5 separate regions of the Mus musculus genome follow, and all the other regions are linked to region 3. A link is a contact called in public Hi-C, HiChIP or PLAC-seq and Micro-C data. All regions are on one chromosome and are shown on one strand. Each heading gives the region's core, a stretch centred on a gene start, on an enhancer-like site or on the middle of the called end of the contact. The rest is flanking DNA. Distances are from core to core; before and after follow the strand shown. Region 1 holds the start of Ppp1r35 (protein phosphatase 1, regulatory subunit 35). Region 2 holds the start of Lrch4 (leucine-rich repeats and calponin homology (CH) domain containing 4). Region 3 holds the start of Ephb4 (Eph receptor B4). Region 4 holds the start of Ap1s1 (adaptor protein complex AP-1, sigma 1). Region 5 holds the start of Agfg2 (ArfGAP with FG repeats 2).

Region 1 (3,751 bases), core at 575-3,074, 430 kb before region 3:
CAGAAAGCAGAGACAGGCAAGTCTCCTGAGTTTAAGATCAGCTCGGACTACATAATGAGTTCCAAGACAACCAGAGCTATGTAGAGAGACAAATAATAGTTTGTACAACTAGAGCAGTATGTGTGCAGTGTTGTTTTGACACAGTTACTTGGTAACTTAGGTTGGCCTGGAATTCCTGATTCTGTCTCTACCTCAAGTGTTCATCACACCCAGCCAAAGTGGAATTTAAAACACTTTGACTACTGTTTGACTACACACTTGCACACTCAACTCTGGGGATTGAACCTAGGGCTTTGTACATGCTTTCCCCAGGTACTACCACTCATCTGAACCTACCCTGCCTGAAACCGTATCAAAATAATTTGTGTAACTCAGACTGTCCTTGGACATAGAATCCTTCTGCCTCAGCCTCCCAAGTGCTGGGACATTCTTGGAGCCTCGGTGTCAGGCTAAGGCTCAAGTTCTAATAACTAAAGCTGGGGATTTAAATGGAGAGGAAGGTCTGACCCCACACTTGGGACAGTGCTTTCCACTTGCCATGGGGGTCGGGGCAGGAAAAGGGTAGAAGACCCTGAAGCAGTTTAATCCTATCTAAACTCCCAAGAACAGTTCGGTAATTTAGGGGGGGAAACATTTTATTCTATTATAAAAAAAAAAAAAACTAACAAAATTACAGACTAGCATTCCAGAGTTATGAGGGCTACGCTTCCCAGCGCCTCAGCATCCGATGCATGAGAAAGGTATCTTCTGAAGGGCGGGGCCGGGCTTGAAGCCTTAGTGGGGGCAGCCCATCCACTGTCAAGTGCGGAGATTCGGACCACAGAGAATCTGGGTTGCACAGCATGGTCATGTCTGGGCCCGGCCCGAGCACCTCCTATGGGAAGGTGAAGCAGGTTACACTCGAGGTGGAGGAAGAGAGCCCAGGGGGTAGAGGGATGTCCAGGTCCCTGCATCCCTTCCTTCACCTTCAGGGGCGGGGCTCGGGGCTGCGGTGGCAGCATCGCCAGCTTCTCCCTCAGCGCCGCGTTCAGTACCTGCTCCTCGGGCACCTGCAGACTCACCAGGTCTCGGTAGAGTCGCTTAGAGCGCGGCACGTTCAACCCTGCGAGCGCAGGGAAGGCGGGACTGAGGATCGCCCTTCACCCAGACCACCGCGCCCGGCCGGCCGCCTGCCCCCCTCACCCTCCGCCACGGTCTCCTCCAGGGCACAGCGGGTCCGGAACGACTTTCTCAGCTGCTCCTCTACCGCCTTGGAGGCATCAAACTGGCCGCTGGCGACAGCGGCGCGCGCGTTCTGCAGCTCCAGACTCAAAGCCAGGCTGCTCTGCAGGGCCGGTGCCTCCAGCTCATGATCGTCGCCCGGTGCACCGGCCACCAGCAGCGGCTCGGACCGCACCGGGGAGGGCGGCGCCAGTTGAAAACGAACCTGGGAGTGGAGGGCGGAACCGTGAGCTGCAGATCCCGGGGCGCTCGGCGGGCGGGGGGCCGGGCCTTCACGCCGCTCACCTGCCGCCCCCTCCGGCTACCGCCCCGCCGCCCCTTCCGCTGACCCGGGCTGCTCTTCCGCGCCTTCGGACTTTCGGGCAGCGGGCTCGGGCTAAGGCTCAAGTCCAAGCCCGGCTCGGGCTCTGGGGCTCGGGGTTCCGGGGCTCGCGGCTCCGGGGGTGGCCCCGGGACCTCCAGGGCCTCTTCGCCTTCAATGGACTCTAACGCAGACGCCCCGAAGCCCATCATCTTGTTCTAAAGGCTCGGGGTTTCAGGACGCGGGGTCTCCTCTTTTCTCCCACCCTCCGGGGCTACCACTACCGGAAACCGTTAGCCCTTACCCACCGGAGTAAGACACGCCCGCCGCGCCACTCCATTGGCGCTCCTGGACGTCATTCCCACCGCTCCGCCCTCCAGCTTCCGGACGCACTTCCGCCCTCACACGCTAACTTCGCCTTTAAGGCGGGGCGTTAGAGCGACGGTGCCCTAGGTACTCTACGGATTCCTATCTAGACTACTTTTCCTTAGGGAACGGGGGTGTGGCGTCTTTGCCTGTCAGACTCTAATGCTCATTTGTTCTGGGATTAAAGCGTTAGTCCTCTTTCACTGTAACAATATCCTCGCTGCTCTCGCATCTAGAGGTCCCGAGTGGCGCCCCCACCCCCCTTCCTGAAGGTTTTGGTCATTTTTGAACGCCGATCAAATCTTCCCTGTACGTGGAAGCAGATTCGTTGCAAAATCCCTGGATTCTGATATTTGCATAAGGAAGTACTAAGGGAATTGACGGAATATTGCCTTAATTTTAAATCCATATCCTGGGGGTTGGTTCAGAGGGTAAAGGCGATTGCCATCAAGACTGACAATTCCAGGGTCACACGTGGTGGAAGGAGAGAACTGACTCCTTTCTGTTGTCCTCTGATGCACACTTAGACTAAGGAAAATCCACATCCTAGTCTCTCAGTCCACCAAACCACACCACCACATACACACAACACACAGAGACATTTTTAAAAAGCAATGACGGCTTAGGAGTTAGAAGCAGCTGGGCCGTGGTGGCACACGCCTTTAATCCCAGCACTTGGGAGGCAGAGGCAGGCGGATTTCTGAGTTCGAAGCCAGCCTGGTCTACGGAGTGAGTTCCAGGACAGTCAGGGCTACACAGAGAAACCCTGTCTTGAAAAGCAAAAACAAAGGAAAGGAACGAATAAGAAAGAATCTGAGTTTGGATCCCCTGCGTCTGCATCTGTGTAAAACCCAATAACCCCCGGGGCTCAATGGCCAGCCAACCTAGCCAAAACATGGAGCTCCAGGCTCACATCGAGTCCCTGCCTTAACAAATAAGGTGGGCAGTGATAGAGGAAGACACCTTGATGTTCATTTCTGGCCTCTACACACACACACATAAATGGGGAGACTGCACCTACACACACAGATGTGCAGCATTCATTTAGCACATACGCATTAAAAGAAAGCCGGCAGCTAATGCTGATGGTTGTGAAGGCAGGTGACCAGTACTCGGAGTCTGCATTTGGATAAGCCTGTAACTCCTGTGACTAAGAGGGTTTCTCCTTATAATGCAAAACACAGCTGGAACCTTAAAGGTAATAAGATCATTTCTGGTGAAACCAAAAGGAGAGCGACTATAGTCCAGAAACAAATTCAGATCTCCCCAAATACCACACCCAAATATGGTAATGGGGTCATAAAGTTCTTACATGAACAAGGAACACAGACAATCATAAATCAAGGTTATCTCTCAAACACCCAGCTGGGAACATCAGGTCGGAGCAGAGAGGCCACGTCTGCTACAGACCTCGGAGGAGTCAGCCTTTGGGCTGGGGAAGCTGTTTGTACTTTTCAAAAAGACTTACCTGGTAGTTTCAAGGATGTTAGGTCAAATACAAGACCTGGGCAATGAATGGTGTGTGTGTGTGTATGTGTGTGTGTGTGTGTGTGTGTGTGTGTGTGTGTGTGTGGATGTGCGTAATGAATTTCACTTTCCACTTTTTTTTGGGGGGGGAGGGGGTCCAGACAGGGTTTTTCTGTGTAGCCCTGGCTGTCCTGGAACTCATTTTGTAGACCAGGCTGGCCTTGAATTTACAAATCTGCCTGCCTCTGCCTCCCAAGTTCTGGAATTAAAGGTGTGTGCCATCACTGCCTGACCCACTTTAAAAAAAAAAAAAGTGTGGGCTGGAGAAATGGCTCAGCGATTAAGAGCACTGACTGCTCTTCCAGAGGTCCTGAGTTCAATTTCCAGCAACCACAT
Region 2 (3,706 bases), core at 702-3,201, 280 kb before region 3:
ATACACACACGCCCTCCCAGGCTAGGAGCTCCCAGCTTGGAGCGAGAAGACAGAGGACGATGGCTGGACATAATGGAACCCACCTGCCTAGAACCTGGGCTCCAACAAGACTGGAGAAGGCAGAGAGGGGATTTCCCACTTCAGCACACAGTGAGCCTGCACCCGGGGGAGCCCTAGCTGCACCCTGGGCCGGAATGTTGAAGGAGGAGATTGGGTTGGGGCAGGAGCTAGGAGGGGCTGGGAGGGCTTGGTAGTTTTCCCAAGAGTCCACTCACTGAGACAGAGCCCTGAGGAAGTAAAGAAAAACATTTGGTCTTGGTCACAAAACAAGCAAGAGGGGGAGGGGAAAGGGAACAGACGGCCAGTGTCACACAGCTGCTGAGGTCAATCTGGAGCTGGGGGGCTGGGGGGACCTAGGAGGGGTAAGCATGGCTCCTGGGGCTCACCCATTCCCAGGACTCATTCAACTGTGTAGGGAAAAAGCATTTAAAAACAGAGAGATTTAAACTTTTTCTCTCCAGAGCTGTAAGAGGAGATTGTGCCCCAGCCAGCCTGGTACAATTGCAGGTGGGCAGGAACCTACTGGAGCAATGTGTTCTTTGATCCAGCTTGATCCAGCCCTGGACCAGATGAGAGGAGCAGAAGGGGCCCTAACACTCCAGCCCAGACTGGGGTGGGGCTCCCGGAATGTAGCCCTCTGTTGTGATTCCCCGCCCTCAGCTGCCAGCCCAAGTTCATAGGCTGCCTCCTAAGCAGCCTGACTCACCTGTCATAGTACAGTCCCCAGTGCCTGGCCATAGCAGACCCAAGGGTAGAGTGTCCATGATTAGTGGGATCCCAAACACACACACACCAGGGTGGGGTGGACATGATTAGAGGGGTCCTGAGGGCAGGGACTGGAGAGTCTCCAGGAGGTCAGCACTCCTAGCTAAGAGATACAATGTCCTTCCTTTCAGCAAGCTGCCTCAAGTTTCTCCCCTAAGGGGAAAGCAGAATTGTAGGGTTCCTATGAGATCACAAACTCCACAGTGACCTCATAAAACCAGGAAGAAGAGAAAGGGGATAGGGGGATAATGGGTGGAAAGTTAAGGGCGAGAGATTCACTTCTTTCACATAGATAGGCTGGGGTGGACGGCGGAGAGGGGCTGGGACTTGGGGAGACTACGGAAAAGCAAGCAGAAACGTCGGGTTGTTAGGAGCGACCCTTTAGGAAAGAGATAACGGGGCTTGTTGGGATTGTGGTGGACGGGTGAGAAAGACGTTGGAAACGACTAAAAGGGTGAAAATGTAGCGATTAATGATAGATTCTACATGGAAGTTTGCTTTAAGGGTTGATCAGATCTAGGGTTGAAGAAGCCAACCAGGTGAGGGGCGGGACCATGCTACAGGTGCGCAATATGCAAATAAAGGGGAAGAGTCTCCTAGAGCTCGGCCAAAAGTGTTCTGTGCACTCTTGAAGCGAACTCATTGTCCAGTGGTTCTTACACAGGGGAGGGGAGGTCGCGGGCTCAATGCCAATCCCAAGGGGCGAGCGTTCAAGACTGCCAGGTGAAGGGGTGGGCCCAATCGAACGCGAGGCGGGGCTATGCAAATGAGGGTCGCAGTCCAGTATGGGTCCCCTGCTCTCTGGGCACCAGCGCAACTCACCAGCCTGGGTGATGTCTGACAAGTCGTAACTGCGGGCCGCGCCCCGGGGGAAGTGCTTCAAACGCCGGTTGGACAAGTTCAGGGTCCCGGTGGCCACAGCCTCCTCTAGGGCTCGTTCTGCGCTACGGCTCCCAGGTAGACCAGGAGACCCTGGCAAGGACACTGAAGCTGCAGCTTCCTCACCCCCGGCGGCGAGTGGGCCCGCTACTGCTGCCGCCATCCGCTCTCGGCGGCTCCCCCTGCCTGACTGACGGCACCGGCCGGCCCTTCTCGCCCTTCCCCCTCCTCGGAGCCGCCGTAGTCCCCACTGAAGGGAGGAAGCGAGGGTCAGGAACTCCGCGGACCAATCATGAACCAGAGACGCGTTAGAAGTGCCCAATCAGAAAACGGCAGGGGGTGGAGCCTCTCAATTCTAGATTACACTGAGGGAAGGGAGGGGTGAAGAGGAGCACCCCGCCAACGGCCGCGGTTCCTGGTCGGCCCGCCCCGCGCAGCGACATCCAATCACAACTCTCGAGGCTGGAGATGGAGCCAATGAGACCCGCCCAGGAGGCGGGGACTACAGGTCTCAACTTTAGGGTATTAGAGACCCAGAGACCACAAACCTGCTTTTTCAACCAAGACCAATTGCAATCTAGATTCAGGCGAGTGACTGTGAAGAAGACCAATTAGAACCTACAAAAGGAACCTGTCCCGGCCTCTTCTCTGAGGGACGGTTCTGCCTACCAATAGCATGGGCTAGGAGGTGCTCCATTCGCTAGACAGAAGGAGGTGGGTGAGCTAGAATTTTTGAGACGCAGGTAAAGATCGTAAAAGGCGCGCGCTGGGCGGCCTGACAGTGCAGGGTTAGGGTTGGGTACTAGCTGTGCTTACTGGGGAGCAAACCAGCATCCGAGAAGTGAGGAAGGGCGAGGGATGCCCCACTCAGCACTCAGGCTGTTGTCTCAACAGAAGGGACCATTTCCTCCTGCGCAGTCTTGAGTCCCTAATGGGAATGCTGGGGATGACCGGTGAGGGGGTTTCCAGTTCAGAGAGGGAAAGTCGTCAGACCTGCCAAAGTCCCCCTGGAGAAGACTTGTGATGGCCAGACCAAACTTTAGAGACTACGAAGGATCTCATGGCCTCTAGAACAAGATCTTTGGGGGTTTTTTGTTTGTTGCTTTTCCGAGACAGGATTTATTTCTCCGTGTAGCCCTGGCTGTTCTGAAACTTGCTCTGTAGACCAGGCTGGCCTTGAACTCAAGAGCTCCTCCTGCCTGTGTCTCCCGAATGCTGGGACTAAAGGCGTGCATCATCACCGCCCGGCTAAGACCTCGGGTTTTTTATAAATGAGGAAAGGGAAGCTGGACAAATCTCAGACCTCCAGTAGAACTCCCCCACACATACTTTCATAACAGACTTTGTCTATTGGAAACCTCTTATTTGAAGCTGGGTGTGGTGGCATGAGCCTGTCGTGACAGTTCTTAAAAAGAGGAGGCAGAAGGATCGGGACTTCGAGGTCAATTCCAGGCAAGCCTGGACTACATAACTCCAAACTAACCTTTTTTAAAAACAAAAACAAACAAACAAACAAACAAACAAACAAAAAAACCCCAGAAAACTTCTTGAGATACAGGAAGGAGTCCCAGATGTGAGAGATAATAGTAAAAGAATATTTTTTTTTCCTTTGAGATTTGCTTTTAGAAGAATGTTAGCGTTTAATGAACCTCCCTGTGTGGCTTCTAGTCATTAGAAAACAGGCATCCCAACACCCTTAATCGCCTCGGCTCTTCCAAGGTTAATCCTGTGGTGAGGCATGCCACTAAGCATCCCCCTTCCCTCTTGGGTGCCTCCACAGCTTACCAATGTGGCTGTAGCTGTGGCTAACATGGCCCCATAATTTCAGTCTTTTTTTCTCAATGTGGGTGGCATGGTGACCTAAAGGAAAAGAGGGAGACTGGCTTTCAGAGACAAGGTCTCCTATAGTTCTAGCTGGCCTCTAACTGGTGATGTAGCTAGGAGTGACCATGAACAACTCCTGACTGTTACCACCTCTCAAGTGCTGGGATTATAGGTGTGC
Region 3 (3,328 bases), core at 493-2,992:
TTGCTGGGCAAAATAACAGTAAAATAATCGCAGTTGGCACAGGTGAAGGCAGGGGCTTGAGAATCATTCAGGTAGCGCAGGCGAGAAGGGGCATTTCCTATTGGCCCGTCTTTCCCTCCAGACACACTTCATGGGTGCTCTGCCCATTTGACTTCCTCCTCTCCAGGAGCCCAAAGTCTGTCCTCACCCCATTCCCACACTTTGATCAGCCCAGAACAGCACTGCCCAGCCTAGAGGGAGCTCCTTTGATTCCATCGCTTCAGGGAGAGATCTCCCCCACTCTTGTGTCCCACTCCCCAGATTCTCCTTTGATTCTAAGCAGCAAGGGAGGTTGTGGGGGAGCCAAATTCATTGAAAAGAGATTAGGGAGGCAGGAAAGGGGGTTATGAGTCCTGTGCAGCCCCAAGAGGGACTGTGGAGTTAGGGGCTCACAGATCTGAAGAGGCATTTGGAGAGGAATACAGAAGGAAAAAAAAAAAAAAAACCAGAAATCTGAGGCGGGCTAGGAGGCGGCCAGCTGGGGTGAATTAGGGCGACACAGGCCGGTGTTAGGCAGTTTCTGCGGGCTTGCATGGCTGGAAGAAAGCCTCAGCCTTGGGAAAAGTTGAGGTCTAAATGGCATGTAAAAGGTTGGGGTACAGCCTTGAGAAAAACAAGAAAAGAGTCTGCACGAGGTCAGTAGCCTGGCCAGCCATTTGGGAGTTGGAGAGTGGGGCTGCAGATGGGGCCATCCTGACTGGGGTGTGGAGTCCAGGTGTGAATGAACGCTAGGGAACCAGAGGTGGGGGTCGCTTTACGGCCTAGCTGGGGTCTGCCTCGCCTGCAAGTGCCCCTTCAGGAACTTTCCCCTGGAGTTTAGCCAGAGGTGGAGAGAGGATAAAAACTTTGGGGGATAGTTTTGAACATTAGGGTGGACAGGAAAAGGAAGGCTGTCATGGGCCTTTGGCATCAGGACTGAGAATTTAGAAGGCTGGGTAAGGGAAGGTCCCGGGTCTGAGCTCTCGACTCCATCTCTTTCCCAAACAAAAGAAAAACCCCACTCCCCGCCAGGCCGCCTCCTCCCCGCCCCCTCCCGTTCTAGTGCTATTGGTCCGAAGTGTTTAAGGGGTACCGGAGTTGGGATAGGGAGAGACCAGCTTTTGCACTCTGAGGCACAACTTTGGGGGACCCCAAGAACAGGGGGCACCCCAAGAAAACTCACCTTCTAAAGCAGTGGCGAGGGAAGCCCAGCACAGCAGCGCTCGGAGCTCCATGGCGCCGCCTCACTTTGGCTGAATGCGATCCGAGTTTGGGGGGCCCTGGCCCCCCCAGGTCTGACCCTCCCCTGGGCGGGTGCACACCGACTCTGCTGCTGGGACTTTCCGTCGAGGGCCTCTCAACGATGGCCCATGCGGGCGCGCCAGGCACCCGCGCTCAGGTGCGGCCCCCACGTCCCCGCCGCAGCGCGCGCGCGCGGGGAGGCCAGCCTTGAGGGGGGACGTCCTGGCAGTGGCCGTCGCTGGGCGGGCGGAGATCGGGACGTGGCTGAGAGTTAGGGGTCCCTTCGGGGCTTCGGGGGTCCCGCCCTGGCTGGCTGGGGTGGGCCGATTGCTCGCGGTCTCTCTCGCTCCCTGGAGTGGTTGGTGGATGTCGCGCCGCCGGGGTTAGTGCGCCGGTCGCGGTCAAGGAAGGTGGAAACCAAAGTGGGAACCGAGCAGGAGGGAGGGAAACAGGCTGGGCCAGGGCTGGGCCGAGTCGAGACTGAGTCGGGCGGCGCCTGGCCTAGGAGGGAGGGGCGCATAGGAGGCGGAGACAGTCCCATGTCAGAGTTTCCCCCCGCCCCATCTCCCAACACCCTGGAGCCCGGGTTTCTCTGGGAGGGGGGGGTGCACGGGGAGCTGATTGGCTCCTATGCTGCTGAATAATTCATGAGAGGGGGGGCCGCCCGAACTGAGCCTGTCGGGAAGTTAGGAGAAAGTTTGCAAGAGGGGGAGGGGCGGCATGTGTGGAACTTAGGGACTGTCCAGGGGTGCTGGGTGTCCCATGCCTACTACCCCTGATTGTGCATGTTGGGGCAGTAGCCCAGGAATCCTCAGGACTGACCTGAACCTACCAGGCCTCACAGATGTGTGCGTAAATGTGAATGCCCCCACACAAAGCCTGCTTTGACCTTGCAGCGGGACCTGAGATTCCACATCTGGATGCGCCCCCTGCCACCTAGTTGGAGCAGGGGATTGCATTTGGGAGGAGAAGGTTAAAACTTTGCATTTGGGTATGGAGAGCTTCCCAACAGACCTCCGTTCCTCAAGCAATAATCCCAGCTTGTCTATCTCCGGAGAGAGCGCTCACACAATCAGTGCGTGCTCGTTAAGTCCTGGAGATCCACTGAGCGCGCAGCCTAACGCTGGAGAAAGTGGTTTGAAACCCAAAGTATAGAAAATGTAAATAAAAGGCAGGCGTGTCAGAGAGGGTGAGGGATCTCCGTAACACCTCATTTCATTTTTTTAAAGGAGGGGGACACTTCCCCGCCGCCTGCAGCCTTGACCTCCAAGGCGGGGGTAGGGACCGTTGTGGCTCTTTCCTGAGGCTGTTTCCTGTCTGGCTCCTGGGGGCCCTCGGGATGGCTGGGAGGGCCCTTCCTCTCATTTGCTAGCACCCCCTCTCATCCATCAGTTTGAGGGGAGGGTCCAGGAAAGACGGCCTCCTATCTACATCAGGGCACTGTGAGTGTGGGGCACGGGATGGTTGGATGAGAGAGGTGCTGTTCCCGAAGTCGGTCCTTTAAGGGCTGCGGTAAGGAGACTTTAATTTAAGGTAATTAGTACAGGGTCTGGAAACTCTGAGGTAGGAGTCTGGGGCACCTGGGAGTCTGCCAAATACCCTAAGGGCGCACACACACACCCCAGCGGGCGCGGGAGACCGGTGATGACCTCTTGTCCGCCTGCGCGCACACACACACCAGCGGGCGCGGGAGACCCGTGATGGCCTTTTGTCCCCGTGCACTTATCTTCCTGGCGCAAGTAGTGCTCCCCACCCCCTGCCCTTCCTCACAGCCCTGCCTGGGTCCCGCTCCGGGGTGGGGGGTCAGCCAGGGCAGGAAACAGCCGGCTTGGCTGGAGCCAGGCTGACCGGCTAGATCTGGGAGTCCCCTCCTCCTTCCCCACGCAGACTCAGGCTCCCCTTCTCTTATCCACAGACACCCCCTTTTTTGCAGCTATCATTCTGCATCCGGGTCCCCCTGAATTTCTGAGTCGTGGCTTGTTCTCACCCTAGGAGCCACCATCAGCAGCCCACTTCAAGCCTTTGATTGCTTAAAAATTTTCACATTTAGTGGGATAAGCAATTCATT
Region 4 (3,673 bases), core at 527-3,026, 300 kb after region 3:
TGCTACAATTTAAATTCTTTTTACAGTCACATTTACCTATGCTTTAAACTGTTCGGTTTCAATTTCACCACACGCTGGTTTTTTGGTTTTTTTTGTTTTTTGTTTGTTTGTTTGTTTTTTTTGTTTCTTTGGCTTTTCGAGACAGGATTTCTCTGTGTAGCCCTGGCTGTCCTGGAACTCACTCTGTAGACCAGGCTGGCCTCGAACTCAGAAATCCACCTGCCTCTGCCTCCTGAGTGCTGGGATTAAAGGAGTGCATCACCAATGCCCAGCTCCCACTGCTCTCTTTACATAGCCTAGTCTGGCCTTGAACCCTCTTGACCAGTCCTCTTGCCTCTGCCTCCCCAGGGACCAGATTACAGGCATGTGCACAATAATGCCTGGCTAAATTGTTTTGTTGCTCAACGATTTTTTTTTTTGACATTGTGTCTCAGTCCATAAAATGAACTAGCTATGTAGTCAAGAGTCATTTTGAACTCTTGATCTTAGTACATCTGCTTGTACCTTCCAAATAATCACATAATAGGTGTATACCAGCACATCCAGTTTGGTACACACACACACACACACACACACACACACACACACACACACACACACACACATATTCCTCCATAGCCCCAAAACTGGTCATGACCTCTTGCTCTTCCTGCCTCAGCCTCTGCAGGGCTGGGATTGTGACTTGCCTCACCACACCCAGTTCTGGAATCCCACTCTTGCTTGCTTGACAGAGCCACACTGTGTAGTCTAGGCTGGCTGTAGCCTTCTGGCTATGGGGATTACACCACACCCCTTTAATACTATAAGATTCTCTTCATTTCTTCCCCTTTCTCCTTAATTTACAATTTCCTCCCATTCTTTATATTCCTGTTACAGTATTCCCATTTTCAACAATTTTTTTATCCCTGATTTTTATCCCTGGTTTAGTTTTTTTTTAAGATTACATTTTACAAGTGTATTTTGTGTTGCCTGTGACCATGTCTGTCTGTCTGTGTGTGTGTGTATATATGTGTGTGTGTGTGTGTGTGTGTGTGTGGTGTATACAAGCTAGGGTGCTTGCTTATACAGAGGTCAGAGGACAATTTGCAGGAGTCAGTTCTTTCTTTCCACCTTGTGGGTTTGGGGAAACATCTTTACAATCCGAACCATCATATCTGCACTGTTTTGTGTCACTTTTGTTGTTGTTGTTGTTGTTGGAGACAGGCTCTCTGTGGCCTTGGGTGGTCAAGACCGTGCCATGTAGCTGCAGCTGAACTCCTGTCTCTGCCTTCCAAGTGTAGAGATCACAGGATACACCACCACACCTGCCTTGTTTGCTTTGGGGACAGGATCTTGCTTGCTCTGGAACCCTGAGCTGTCCTTGAACTCTTTATTCTCCTAGCCTACCGGTCTCTATTTCCCTCATCCTGCCCATCACCACCCTCTGACTGATGTTTTCCACATCATTCCTCCCAACTTCTTCATCAGCTCCAAAGATCGTGCATACACCTCTCACCCTTTTCCCGCCTTTTTCCCCCACAAATGCTCCAAAGCTCGAAGTCCTCATTGTCCTCTACCCCCTCCCTTCCCATCCTCCAATCAACCCACCAAGACAGCCCTGTTACCATGACGACCAGGCTTTTGCAAAACTGAAGTCAAGGACCTGGTTGCCATGGTTTCCGCTTCTCCGCCTCCAGCCCCGCCTGCGCGCCGGATGAGATGGGGGTGGGTCGCTGCAGCGTTGGCGCCTGCGCAATGCGTCCGTGCTTGGAGCCGGCGAGGCCTTGGGGCGGGGCTTCAAGCGGAGAGGGAGGGAAAAGAAAAGAATCCGACTGGGAGTGGAGCTGGCTTCTACGGTGGCCGGAGAGGGACGCACCGGGCTGGAGGCTGCAGGATGGTAGGCTGTGAGGAGAGGGAGGGGACGGGGACCCGAGGGGCGTGGGCTGTACCTGCAGGGGTCCGGAGGGGGGCTGCCCTTTGTGGGAGTCGCCCTGTCTTCCCTGTGGTCCGCAAAGGATCCACTTCCTGGAGCTGCTGGAGAGAGCTGACCTCGGAAGCTGGAAATGGCACTAGGGACAGGGGTTGGGAGGAGTCTTGCTGGTTAGGAGAGAGGGGACTAGAGCTGAATGGTGGCGGGACTGTCCCGAGCCTGGAGAAGCGCTCGGGACTCTGGGAATCTTTAAGACCCTCCCAGGCACTGCCGCAGGGAAGGCACGAGGTTGGGGCGCCGGGGTCACTCGGGATGGTTGCAGGTCGCCGAAACCCCTTCCCTTGAGGCCCACACTGGAGCATGGCCCATGGAGAGCTCGGTGTGGGAGGGAACAGTTTCCGGGTCTCTGGAGTGAACCTCCTGTCTCGCTTCCTTGACAGCTCACCCGGAGTTCTGGCTCAGGTGGGCTCTAGGGTTTGCCGTCGGGGACCTAGGCTCTGGAAGACTCCCTACTTTGGCAATCCCAGCTCTCCACCCTCTCCGGGGCATTTTCTTTTCCGGAACCCAGGCCTTCCTGCTGTAGCTGTCACCTCCTTTTCTTAACTACACAGGACTCCCTCAGTTCTTCACCTTCCCTATCCCCCCCACCAACAGTACTTACTTCTAGCTTCTGGGGTGTTGTTTTCTTTTAACTTAACCTGCTAAACTGGAAGTGTGGGACACACACAGATATCCCAACCCGGGCCATGTTCTCAGAGCTGTTTGCTGGGAATTGAGTTCAGGATATGGAATGAGGAACCTCTGCAACTGGTAATAAAACTAGGGCCATGCGGGAAGCAGTGAGGACTCTGCTTGCTAGTTATTCCACAGACATTCCCTAGGAGAGCCCTCCAGGGTGACTATGCCCCTGTCTGAGGGACCCAGTGATCAGTCACCTGATGTCTCAGAAGAAAGGTCAGGCCTTAGAGTGCACACCTGTAACCTGGTACTCAGAGGTAAGAAAAAGGGAGATCAGAAAACCAAGGGCAGCCTTCGCTACTTAGGGAATTGAGATCAGCCTGTGCTACATGAAACATTGTCTCACAAAAGAAAGACAGAAAAGAGGGCCAGAGAGACGGCTCAGCTTGTCCGGGTGGCTGATAACCTGAGGTCATTCCCAGGAGCCATGTGGTGGAAGGAGGGGACTGACTCCTCCTCTGACCTCTGCATGTAAGTGATGGCACGTGGGTGCCCCACACATACGTGTAAAAGAATATAAAAGAACGCTTTAAAGAAACTGGAAGCCGAGCGTGGTGGCACACACCTTTAATCCCAGGACTAGGGAGGCAGAGGCAGGCAGATCTCTGAGTTCGAGGCCAGCCTGGTCTACAAAGTGAGTTCCAGGACAGCCAGGGCTACACAGAGAAACCTTGTCTAAAAAAAAAAAAAGCTGGGAAGAGAGGCAGTATGTGGAACTAAATGTGTGGATGGTGGAGAAAAATGGAGGGTAAAATCTGAATATTTCTGCCAAGCACAGTTCTATTTATATACACTACTCAGGGAAGAGTATCGACAGGTATGGGACTGACGAGAGGCCATATTGAGTCAGAGGCATCTGAAGGTTTATGGCAGGATCGGGTAGGGCGTCTGTGAGACATGGCGTCTAGAAGAACACACAGAGAACTGTTGTCTGTTGGCCTCAGCTTATCATGAGGCTAGGCATCTTCTCCATGGAAAACAGGGTTAGGAAACAGAAGGTCAGGGGAAAATAGCAGCACCTAGCAT
Region 5 (3,598 bases), core at 1,009-3,508, 330 kb before region 3:
TGCCTCTGCCTCCCATGTACTGGGATTAAATGTGTTTGCCACCATAAGAAACTCTTCACTGCCTTGTTTTCTGGGACAAGGTCCCTCATTTGAATCTGGGGTTCCCTGATTAAGCTAGGCTAGGCTGACTGGATGCGCCTGTCTCCTTCCCAGAAATGGGATTACCAGCATGTATCATGTAGCCTTTCACATGGGTCTCTTCACATAAAGTTCAGGTCTTCATGCTTGCACAGTGAGCACTTAACTGACTAAAGTACCAACTTAGGCTATGACTACCGTTTCCTCCACCCCCAATTATTGGTGTGTGTGTGTGTGTGTGTGTGTGTGTTGCTCTGATGGGGGGAGGCGGTTGCCACATGCATGCCAGTGTCCTGAAGACAGAAGTCATTGATCCCTTAGAGCTGGAGTAATAATGATTGTGAGTCATCCAGCGTGGGAACTGGGAACTAAGCTTGGATCCTTTGGAAGAGCAGCAAATGCTCCTAATTGCTGAGACATCTCTTCAGCTCCCACTGCAACATGCTGAAAAAAAAAAAAGTTTGCTTTCTACCTCCCACCCCCTATTGCTTGGGTTCTGTAGACTTAACTCCCCAAGGGCGAAGGGCCTTTTTCTTACCAGGAAAGCCACCAAGCCCTCCCCACCAGGCCACAGGAGCAATAGCAGAAGAGGGAGTCCCCGGGCTGCCTGTGCTCTTGCTGATTATGAGGGGAAATAGGGTTGTCACTCTCTGATATGGCCTGGGTGGAGTAGAGACAGGAGGAGGAAGCGCACCCTCTGGTTGCTCTTGCAGACCACACCCTGTAGCAAAAGACAGACTGGAAGCTATCAGAGTCTAGTGGTCACCCCAATTCCTGCCCATTTATTCACTTGTGGTGGGTAACATTTTAAGGGGTGAAGAAATAACCACTGGCTAAAGAGAAGCTGTGCAAGAAATGGCCAGCACAGGGAAATGCTGAACGCTGAACTCTGAAAATGTACAAGAGGCTTTTTTTTTGGTGGGGGTGGGGTGGGGGACAGGATTTCACTGTGTAATCCCCTGGAACTCACTACATAGACCAGGCTGGCCTAAAACTCACAGCGATCCACCTGCTTGGAATCCAAGGCATGCAGCCATGGTTTACATGAAGCAAAATGGTTCCTTTGCATGTGTACATGGGGACTTGGCATCACCACAGCTCAGGGGGAAGTACACTTGCAGCTATGACAACAATTAAGCAACCTCATCTAGCCCATGGGCTCCTGGGTACCAATAACTCAGAAACCTATCTCTCATCTGCCCGCATCCCATTGGCATGTCTGAAACCAAAGTCCTGACTTATGGTTGCCAGCATCCCTAAACCTGCTTATTCTCAGCCTTTCCTTTTCCAGGCAGTGACCGAGGATGACTCTGAAGTACCGCTACTGCTACCCCCACTTCCCAAATGCTGGAATTACTGGCCTGTGCCACCGCGCTGAGTTGTATGCAGTGCTGGGGGCTTGAACCTCGCGCTTAGTGCACTCTACCAGCTGAGATACATCCCTGGCCACGGAGCAGAGCTTTTAAAATCAAAAGACTCAGATTCAAATTCTGACTGAGCCACAAACCAGTTCTGTGATCCACTTCAACATGTTTTCTTGAATATTTTTTACATGCATTTATTTATTTGTGTGTGTGTGTGTGTGTGTGTGTGTGTGTGTACTCATGGAAATCAGAAGGCAGCTAGCTTATAGGAGTCGGTTTTCTTACAGGAGTGGGAATGAAGGTTAGTGGCAAACGCCGTTCATCCCTTCTGCATCCTACCTCAGGTTTTTAACTTGACTCTAAAGTGGGGGCTCTTTCTATGACTTGGATAAATAAAGTATCTTTTACAAAGCACTCCCCTTCTCTGTCTTTCCCTTTCTCCTCCAGCTCATCCTAGGGCAATTTCTTTCCGATTTTCTTGTCTCCTGGCTCAGCCTGGAACGAGCCTTTGAAATTTGGCGGGAATTAGTATCAATCCGGAGGATGAGCACTACGCACGCGCCGAACACCTCCTTTCTCTCGCACGCTAATTTTGCAACCTTAACAACCAATCAGAGTCAGCATAGGAGTCCGTGGCGAGAGGGGGCGGGGACAAGGAGGAGGGCACGCATTGTACTTGCAAGGTGGGGGTCTTTGTGAACCAATGGAAAAGACAGAAGGCCGGGTGGCAGTGGGGCGTGGTTCTGAAGGCTCCAGCAACCGGAGGCCGTCTCGAATCGAACCAATTAAAGCAAGGAGGTGGGGGGAGACTAGCCAATCAGCGTGCCGAACAGGACGAGGAAGGGGGCGGCAGAGTCTCTCGCGGTCGTGGTCGGGGCTGCAGGAGCTGGTGTCAGGGTTGCCGGGCGTGCGAAGGCGGCGGAGGCGGGAAAGGCAGCGAGCGGTTAAAGGGGAGCGACCGCTGACTTGCAGAGGAACCTGGAGGAGAGATGGTGATGGCGGCTAAGAAGGGCCCGGGCCCGGGTGGCGGGGTCGGAGGGAGCAAAGCGGAGGCTGAAGCCGCTTCGGAGGTGTGGTGCCGCCGAGTGCGGGAGCTGGGCGGCTGCAGCCAGGCCGGGAACCGCCACTGTTTCGAGTGCGCCCAGCGCGGGGTCACGTATGTGGACATCACCGTGGGCAGCTTCGTCTGCACCACCTGCTCCGGCCTCCTGTGAGTGGATCCGGGGGGGGGGGGGGGAACTGGGTTTGGTTCGGGTGAAGTGAGTCTGCAGGAGCTCGGGGCGATCCAGGAGGTCAGAGGGGTAGCCCCGGCATTGGATGTGGCGGTGGAAGGTCGCCTGCTGCAGAGGTGTGTCGTGGGGGAAAGGGAAAAAGCGCAGGGGGACAGAAGACGGGAGTGGAGTCGCGCTGCAGAGGGAGGGTGGGGGCTGTAGAAGGACACGAGGAGAGGATTGGAGAAACTCCCTGGGGGAGGCGAAGGCGAATTGCAGGTGGGGAGAGAGAAAGTGTGGAGGGACTGGGGTGGGGTGGGGGAGGGACTTAAAGGGCCAGAAATTGACATAGACCTTTAAAGGGAACTTTAGCTGGGGTTGCATTGTATCTCAGTTGGTAGAGTGCTTGCCTAGCACGCTCGGCGCCCTGAGTTTCCATCCACAGCACTGCATAAAACCCGAGTAGTGTGGTACACGCCTGTAATCCCAACACTGAGGGGGAGGTGATCAGGAGTTCAAGGCCAACCATGAGACCCTTGCCGCTCCACCAGGAGGGGAGCGGAGGGGAACGGGGTGGAAGGAGAAGGGAAAGAAATAGGGAAGTCGAGCCTAAGACAAAAGTACCCTAGAAGGGAATGGAAAATGCTCCACGCATTAGCCCAGGCTGACAGCCTAGAGTGGCAGGTATGAAGCCAGGGATCAGGTGCAGATCCTAATCTTTCAGGCTCTGGAATGCTAGCTAGAGGGTAGATGACTTACGAAATATACTAAGGGCAGAGAGCCAAAGGGTTATCCTGGCGGACAGCTTAGCTTTCCCGAAGAGATGAGGATCAGAATGGCATATTCTTTTCTTTTCCCCATTTCGTCCTCTGCCCCCGTTAAAGTTGCATTTGATTTCTTTACTTTGCACTGTAGGGACATGTAGGTTCCATGGCTTGTGTGGTT

What was found. A called contact is a pair of places that touch in the nucleus more often than the background predicts. HiChIP or PLAC-seq counts read pairs in DNA pulled down with a chosen protein or histone mark.
Region 1: a Hi-C map of liver shows a contact between it and region 3, with 2.8 times the contacts expected there. The contact joins the promoter of Ppp1r35 here to the promoter of Ephb4 in region 3. A contact is called at or near these places in 2 of 39 promoter capture datasets (the 3T3-L1 cell line and liver), 1 of 15 datasets of contacts at CTCF or cohesin (large pre-B cells), 7 of 484 Hi-C or Micro-C datasets (B cells, adipose-derived mesenchymal stem cells, cerebellar granule neurons and 4 more), 11 of 115 datasets of contacts at active chromatin or transcription factors (T-cell acute lymphoblastic leukemia, acute myeloid leukemia, embryonic forebrain and 7 more) and 2 of 9 other capture datasets (embryonic stem cells and pancreatic islet).
Region 2: a contact with region 3 is called in a FOXA1 HiChIP or PLAC-seq map of pancreatic cancer cells. The contact joins the promoter of Lrch4 here to the promoter of Ephb4 in region 3. A contact is called at or near these places in 1 of 39 promoter capture datasets (neural stem cells), 2 of 484 Hi-C or Micro-C datasets (embryonic stem cells and pancreatic cancer cells), 3 of 115 datasets of contacts at active chromatin or transcription factors (embryonic stem cells and pancreatic cancer cells) and 2 of 9 other capture datasets (embryonic stem cells and liver).
Region 4: an H3K4me3 HiChIP or PLAC-seq map of embryonic stem cells shows a contact between it and region 3, with 13 read pairs. The contact joins the promoter of Ap1s1 here to the promoter of Ephb4 in region 3. A contact is called at or near these places in 6 of 39 promoter capture datasets (the SN4741 cell line, hematopoietic stem and progenitor cells, hippocampal neurons and 3 more), 3 of 484 Hi-C or Micro-C datasets (all in embryonic stem cells) and 4 of 115 datasets of contacts at active chromatin or transcription factors (embryonic stem cells and pancreatic cancer cells).
Region 5: a Micro-C map of embryonic stem cells shows a contact between it and region 3, with 3 times the contacts expected there. The contact joins the promoter of Agfg2 here to the promoter of Ephb4 in region 3. A contact is called at or near these places in 1 of 39 promoter capture datasets (liver), 2 of 484 Hi-C or Micro-C datasets (embryonic stem cells and liver), 2 of 115 datasets of contacts at active chromatin or transcription factors (embryonic stem cells and pancreatic cancer cells) and 1 of 9 other capture datasets (liver).

What each region holds. Positions count from the first base shown.
Region 1 is chr5:137,776,977-137,780,727 of GRCm38.p6, reverse strand. Ppp1r35 (protein phosphatase 1, regulatory subunit 35) reads right to left here and starts at 1,824. Exons shown (of 4, transcript NM_027242.5): 1 at 1,507-1,824; 2 at 1,183-1,426; 3 at 966-1,102; 4 at 621-874. The coding sequence starts at 1,734. The coding sequence ends at 701.
Region 2 is chr5:137,627,368-137,631,073 of GRCm38.p6, reverse strand. Lrch4 (leucine-rich repeats and calponin homology (CH) domain containing 4) reads right to left here and starts at 1,951. Exons shown (of 18, transcript NM_146164.2): 1 at 1,648-1,951. The coding sequence starts at 1,867. It overlaps Gm20605 (predicted gene 20605), which reads right to left and starts at 1,951. Exons shown (of 22, transcript NR_033148.1): 1 at 1,648-1,951.
Region 3 is chr5:137,348,523-137,351,850 of GRCm38.p6, reverse strand. It overlaps Ephb4 (Eph receptor B4), which reads right to left and starts at 1,742. Exons shown (of 17, transcript NM_010144.6): 1 at 1,202-1,742. The coding sequence starts at 1,253. It overlaps Gm52791 (a long non-coding RNA gene), which reads left to right and starts at 1,799. Exons shown (of 3, transcript XR_003955817.1): 1 at 1,799-2,772.
Region 4 is chr5:137,044,211-137,047,883 of GRCm38.p6, reverse strand. It overlaps Ap1s1 (adaptor protein complex AP-1, sigma 1), which reads left to right and starts at 1,776. Exons shown (of 5, transcript NM_007457.3): 1 at 1,776-1,876. The coding sequence starts at 1,874.
Region 5 is chr5:137,683,413-137,687,010 of GRCm38.p6, reverse strand. Agfg2 (ArfGAP with FG repeats 2) reads left to right here and starts at 2,258. Exons shown (of 12, transcript NM_178162.3): 1 at 2,258-2,652. The coding sequence starts at 2,432. Gm15498 (a long non-coding RNA gene) reads left to right here. Exons shown (of 2, transcript XR_003956003.1): 2 at 1,370-1,626.